2 separate regions of the Mus musculus genome follow, and region 2 is linked to region 1. Evidence: chromatin contacts called from public Micro-C data. All regions are on one chromosome and are shown on one strand. Each heading gives the region's core, a stretch centred on a gene start, on an enhancer-like site or on the middle of the called end of the contact. The rest is flanking DNA. Distances are from core to core; before and after follow the strand shown.

The links. A called contact is a pair of places that touch in the nucleus more often than the background predicts.
Region 2: a Micro-C map of embryonic stem cells shows a contact between it and region 1, with 6 times the contacts expected there. The contact joins the promoter of Phlda2 here to the promoter of Igf2os in region 1. A contact is called at or near these places in 1 of 484 Hi-C or Micro-C datasets (embryonic stem cells) and 1 of 115 datasets of contacts at active chromatin or transcription factors (pancreatic cancer cells).

The regions. Positions count from the first base shown.
Region 1 is chr7:142,658,353-142,660,968 of GRCm38.p6, reverse strand. Igf2os (insulin-like growth factor 2, opposite strand) reads right to left here and starts at 1,289. Exons shown (of 4, transcript NR_002855.3): 1 at 1-1,289. It also overlaps a transcript of Igf2 not described here.
Region 2 is chr7:143,501,231-143,503,846 of GRCm38.p6, reverse strand. It overlaps Phlda2 (pleckstrin homology like domain, family A, member 2), which reads left to right and starts at 1,323. Exons shown (of 2, transcript NM_009434.2): 1 at 1,323-1,790; 2 at 2,031-2,299. The coding sequence starts at 1,357. The coding sequence ends at 2,031.

The sequences.
Region 1 (2,616 bases), core at 40-2,539:
TCCTCCTGCGCCAGCGGACCCGACCTTCGGCCTTGTGGTGAGCTCCCCGTGGCGCGCTCCCTCGTGCCCCAGCTCTTCCACTGCGGGGCACCGGCTACCTCGCAGTTTGTCCTCAGGGCTGCTGCGGAGTAGCGCGGGAGCGGGCTGCTGGCTTCTCCCTCGGCGGCAGCGCTCCTTTGGGCTGGGCGCTCCGAAACGCGCGCCACTTTGTGTGCACTCTGCAAACAACGCGGTGGTAGGGAAAGCGCCTGGGCGGCCAGGAAGCGGGAAGGGCAGAGCGCTCGGGCGGCTTGGAGCCTCCAACCCTACAGGTCGAGGGCTTGGGGAAGCGAGTGTAGAGCGCGGGCGCGGTGATTGATGGTCGGGCCGGGAGGTTAGCCCCGGGTGCACTGGTTTCCGCCAGTAGTGGCCCTTTAGAGGCCTAGAGGTGCGGAGGTCGGGAGAGGGAAACAAGGTGCACCGGTTTAGAAGTGATTTTGACTTGGTAAAAATCACAATGGCTTCTTATATCTGAAACCACCCGGGGAGAGTTTCTTAATAGCCCGGAATTATCGCATTGGCCCCTGGGGCCGAACCTGCAACTAAGCAAATTCAAAGTGCTGAGGACAGGGAACTGTTATCTGCTCATACTGGGTGGGGTCCCAAAGGCGCGCCGCTTAGAAGCACTTCAGTGAGCTCTGGTTTACAGGTCTGGTTTGAGCTACGTTTCCCGCCCTGCTTCTTTTTCTGCTGAAGGGCGCAGACATTGTGCGGGGGCTCCACGCGGGGCCCAGATTTGGCGTGGCCAAGCCAGCCTTCCCTTCATGGTGCACCTGGTGGCCCCCCAAAGGCTGCTAGGAGATCCCAGGCAAAGCAGAGGTTAGGGGCGCTTAGTAAGATCTATCTGGCTGCTATTCGAGGTGCCTCACAGCCCGCCCTGCCTGCTCAGGCAGGTGGAGGCTGCGCGCTCCCCCCCCCCCCCCCAGCCGATCCAGGGGACTGTCCCCTGCTTAGCAAGTAGGTCCCTGTGAGAACCCTCTACCCAGCTACCTGCGCCTTAACTCAGTCGGCCGGGATGCGCCTACCTTGTAACCCTCTAACTGAGCACAGGTCCTGCCACTACCACTGAGGCCTAGGGTGCCACGCACGTTGGTTCGCACCACGCGCCCATGTTGCACAAGCACAGGGCACCCCGGAAACATGACATGGGACCTCGATTTTTAGGGATAGACACCCAGGATTTAGTGGGCCTGTTGGGGCGCACAGCCCCCCCCCATCTTTGCCACCAGGCACTCCACTCCCCCCCCCCACCGGCAACCCCCGTGCCCAGGGCCCCCGACCCGCATTCCCCGCGTGGCTCGAGTTGCGGGGGCGGTCCCGGGGCGGGGCGAGGGCCCTGCGGACGCCCATTGGCGCGGGCGTAAGGCCAGCGGGGCCCGAGCGGGCGCCGAGCCGCGGGGTGGCGCGGCTATAAGAACCGGGCGTTGGCGCCCGGAGTTCGCCTGCTCTCCGGCGGAGCTGCGTGAGGCCAGGCCGGCCCCCGGCCCCCCCTTCCGGCCGCCCCCGCCTCCTGGCCCACGCCCGCCCGCGCTCGGCCCGCCAGCGCCTCCATCCGGGCTGGCGGCCCCGCGTCGACGCCGTCCGCCACCTCGCTGCTGCTAACTCCTGTGCAGGGCGCCGTCGGCGGGGCCGCGCTCCGTCGGGCCTGCGGATCTCCCCACCGCCTCCTCCTCTATCTACCTCAACACCCCATTCCTGCTTCGCCAGAGGAGGCGGTCCCCACCGCAGGCAGTCCGGCTTGCAGGTCGCCGGCGTTGTCATCCCCCGCGCTTCCCCTCCCAGCCCTCCCCGGTGCGCAGCCCGGCTGCTCCCCTCTTTTCGCTGCAGTCCCGAGCAGCTGAGGCGCCGCCACGCCTGTCCCCCCCACAAGAAGCCCGGGCTTACGACGGCTGAGGGCTCCGTCGACCCTAACCGAGCTGGGTGCCCGTGGCCGGGGTGACGCCTCCATTCCTCCCCCCTCAACACCGTCCTCGGTCCTTCGAAGTTGCATCCTCTCCTCTGCTTAGGGTGCGCCCCCCCTCGCGCACCCGCTTACCCGCCACCTTTCCTAAGCTCCCCTCCTGCCCCCTCCCCGTTCCTCCTCGCCTCAGACTCCCTCCCCCTCACGTCCGCCCTCTGCCTTCGCCTACCCAAGTGGATTAATTATACGCTTTCTGTTTCTCTCCGTGCTGTCCTCTCCCGCTGTGAGCCTACCCGCCTCTCGCTGTCCTCTCTCCCTCTCTCCCTCTCTGTGGTCCCCCCCTTTCACGTTCACTCTGTCTCTCTCACTATCTCTGCCCCCCAACTATCCTTGATACAACAGCTGACCTCATTTCCCGATACCTTTTCCCCCCCGAAAGTACAATATCTGGCCCGCCCCAGCCCTAAGATACCCTAAAGAAGCAGAAGAGACGCCCCCCTCCCCACCAAAAAAGCCATCTCCCCGTTCTGTCCCGTCGCACATTCGGCCTCTGCGACTCGGGCAGAGCGGCGCTGGCAGAGGAGTGCCCGGCAGAAGGGCCTTCGCCCGCTGTTCGGTTTGCATACCCGCAGCAGGGAGATGGGCGGCAGCGTCGCCGGCTTCCAGGTAAGGGCTCT
Region 2 (2,616 bases), core at 74-2,573, 840 kb before region 1:
TTATTGTGGTATAAACCTGCCTTAGAACAACACTAGGCCACCGAACTGGAGTTTTAGGCTGTCTCAATTGTTTAAATGGAGGAACCTGTGTTTTCACTGGGAGCCAGTCCACCTAGAAGCATGGTGTCTGGTTTTCCAACAGCCAGGGGTGGAGGTGGCGGTGGGGATGGGGGAAGGGGTGGAGGTGGGAGAAGGGGTGGGGGTAGGGGGAAGGGGTGGGGCTGAGGGTTTCCTTGTAGCGCCTCTGTCCTCCATCCCACCCCAGCACCCCTGCCCCCATCCCACCATAGCAGGGGACTCCTGGGGTCCCTAGGCCAGTCCCTCCCCCATCCCTGGGAACCCTGGAGGAGCTGCGTCTGCTTCCTACTACTATTAAACCTTTAAAGGCAGAGGGTAAATAAAATCTTGCACTGAAAGGCGATGACTCAGCCGCCCCCGCCGCCCCCGCCGCCCCCGCCGCCCCCGCCGCCCCTAGCCCTTAGGTCGGTCCCCTCATTCCCCAAGCTAGCTTTGCTAGCTCCCGTCCCCCCCCCCCGCCCCCATCGTGAGTTTCCAGCACGTCGAGGTTGTACAGTCGCAGCCCGAGGTGTCTGTAGCCTAGATTGGGGCACACGGGAAAGAGGCAGGCCTTTCTCTTCACGTGGCTGAGCACTGCAGGGTGCTGTTCCTCCTCCACTTCTTCACTGTCTAACTTACTAAAAGGTCATTGTCCCATTTTACAGAAGGGAAAAGAAACTGAGATAATTTCGAGGTACAACTTTGGGGAGCAACTTGGGTGATAAAGCCTGTTGGGGCAGGGCTACTTCCCAAGAAAGTCTAGTGGGTGGCCTTTGGATGCTCGCCCAAGGTGGGAGGAGACGGTGGCCAGGGCTTGGAAAGAACCCGTGAGTCCACGACCCGCGTGTTCGGTCTCCCCGTGAGTGGGATTCTGAGCGCGGTAGTTCAGTCTAGGGGTCGGGCGCTTCCCAGGTCTTCCCGGCCCGTGAGTCACGAGGGGCAGGGACCGCTGAGGTGCATTCCTCTGCAGGCAGGGCCGGAGCCTGGGCGGGGAGGGGACCACAAGTCACTCCACCTGGCAGCTGGGACGTTGGGGCTGGAGGGAAGGCTCGGGGCTCCCGTCAGAGAGGCGCCAATCAGTTCTCGCCCCCCACCCTCCGTCCTCCGATAAGCGGTAGCTTCAAGCAATGGGTAAGGGGCAGCCTGGGGCGGTTGGTGGGGGGCAGCTCCGAGAGCCTGCTTGGGATTGAGAGTGCCCGACTCCGGGGCGTGTCTGGGCTGCGGGGCGGAGTCCTTATAAAGACCACGCCGCGGCCGCGGCCCGCAGCAGAGCGAGCGCATTTGGTGCAACCTTTCGAAATGGCTTCGAAAATCGTGATGTCTTCGAAAACCGTGAAGACCTCCGACGAGATCCTTTGCGAGGGCGAGCTGGAGAAGCGAAGCGACAGCCTGTTCCAGGTATGGAAGAAGAAGCGCTGCGTGCTCACCGCCGACCGCCTGCGCCTCTTCTCCGGGAAAACCAGCCCCGCCAAGGAGCTGTTTTTCCACTCCATCCTCAAGGTGGACTGCGTGGAGCACACCTCTAAGTACGTGTACTTCACCATCGTCACCAACTATTACAAGGAGATCGACTTCCGCTGCACGGTGGAGAGCTGCTGGAACGCGGCCATCACCATGGCGCTGATCGACTTCCAGAACCGTCGGGCGCTGCAAGACTTTCCCCGCTACCGGTATCAGCGCTCTGAGTCTGAAATGCCTTCCGAGCCGGGAGAGCAGAGCGCTCTGGGTCCGTGGTGAGTAACAAACTTGTCCACGGCGTCGGAGTACGGGGCATGGGGAAAGTGAATGGGGGTCATGCCTCCCAGTGGGGAAAACTTCGATTTTAAAAGCCACGGGGAGGGGGAGGGGGGAATCCTACGTCTTTGAAAACCCTTTGGAGAGGGGACCTGGAACGCATGGCAGGAGCTGCTCGGCCCACCTGGAGACTTAAAAGCTGCACCCGGGCAGCTCCTGACTCAGTCTTCTCCCTACAGAAACGCACGGGACCAGTTGAGCCGGGAACCAGCCCACGCTGCCGCATCAGACAGGAGCCCAGGAGCCCAGGGGATGCCCCGGGTGACGCCGCCGCTGCTCTTCACCGAAGATATTCCCGTGCTTGCTGAGCCTTGCCCCGCTGTGCGGGTGCGCTAACTTATTGGACCGTATTTATATTGGTTACCTGCTTCCAACCCACCATTCCGTGTTAATATTTTTTATACCATATTTTCATTCCAAATAAACAATGTCACTTTTCTTTTTTTAACAACTGTGTGGTCTGTGTAGTTCCTGCTGGGGCGAATGTGTGGAAGGGTGGGAGTGAAAGGGTCTCCTATCTGGTGTTATTCCCTCTCCACATCCCGGGAACCATTCAAAGTGCCTTTGAGGGCTGGAGAAATGGCTCAGCGGTTAAGAGCACTGACTGCTCTTCCAGAGGCCCTGAGTTCAAACCCCAGCAACCACATGGTGGCTCATAACCAACCATCTGTAGTGAGATTGGATGCCCTCTTCTGGTGTGTCTGAAGACAGCTTCAGTGTACTTACATATAATAAATAAATCTTGAAGGAAAAAAAAAGTGCCTT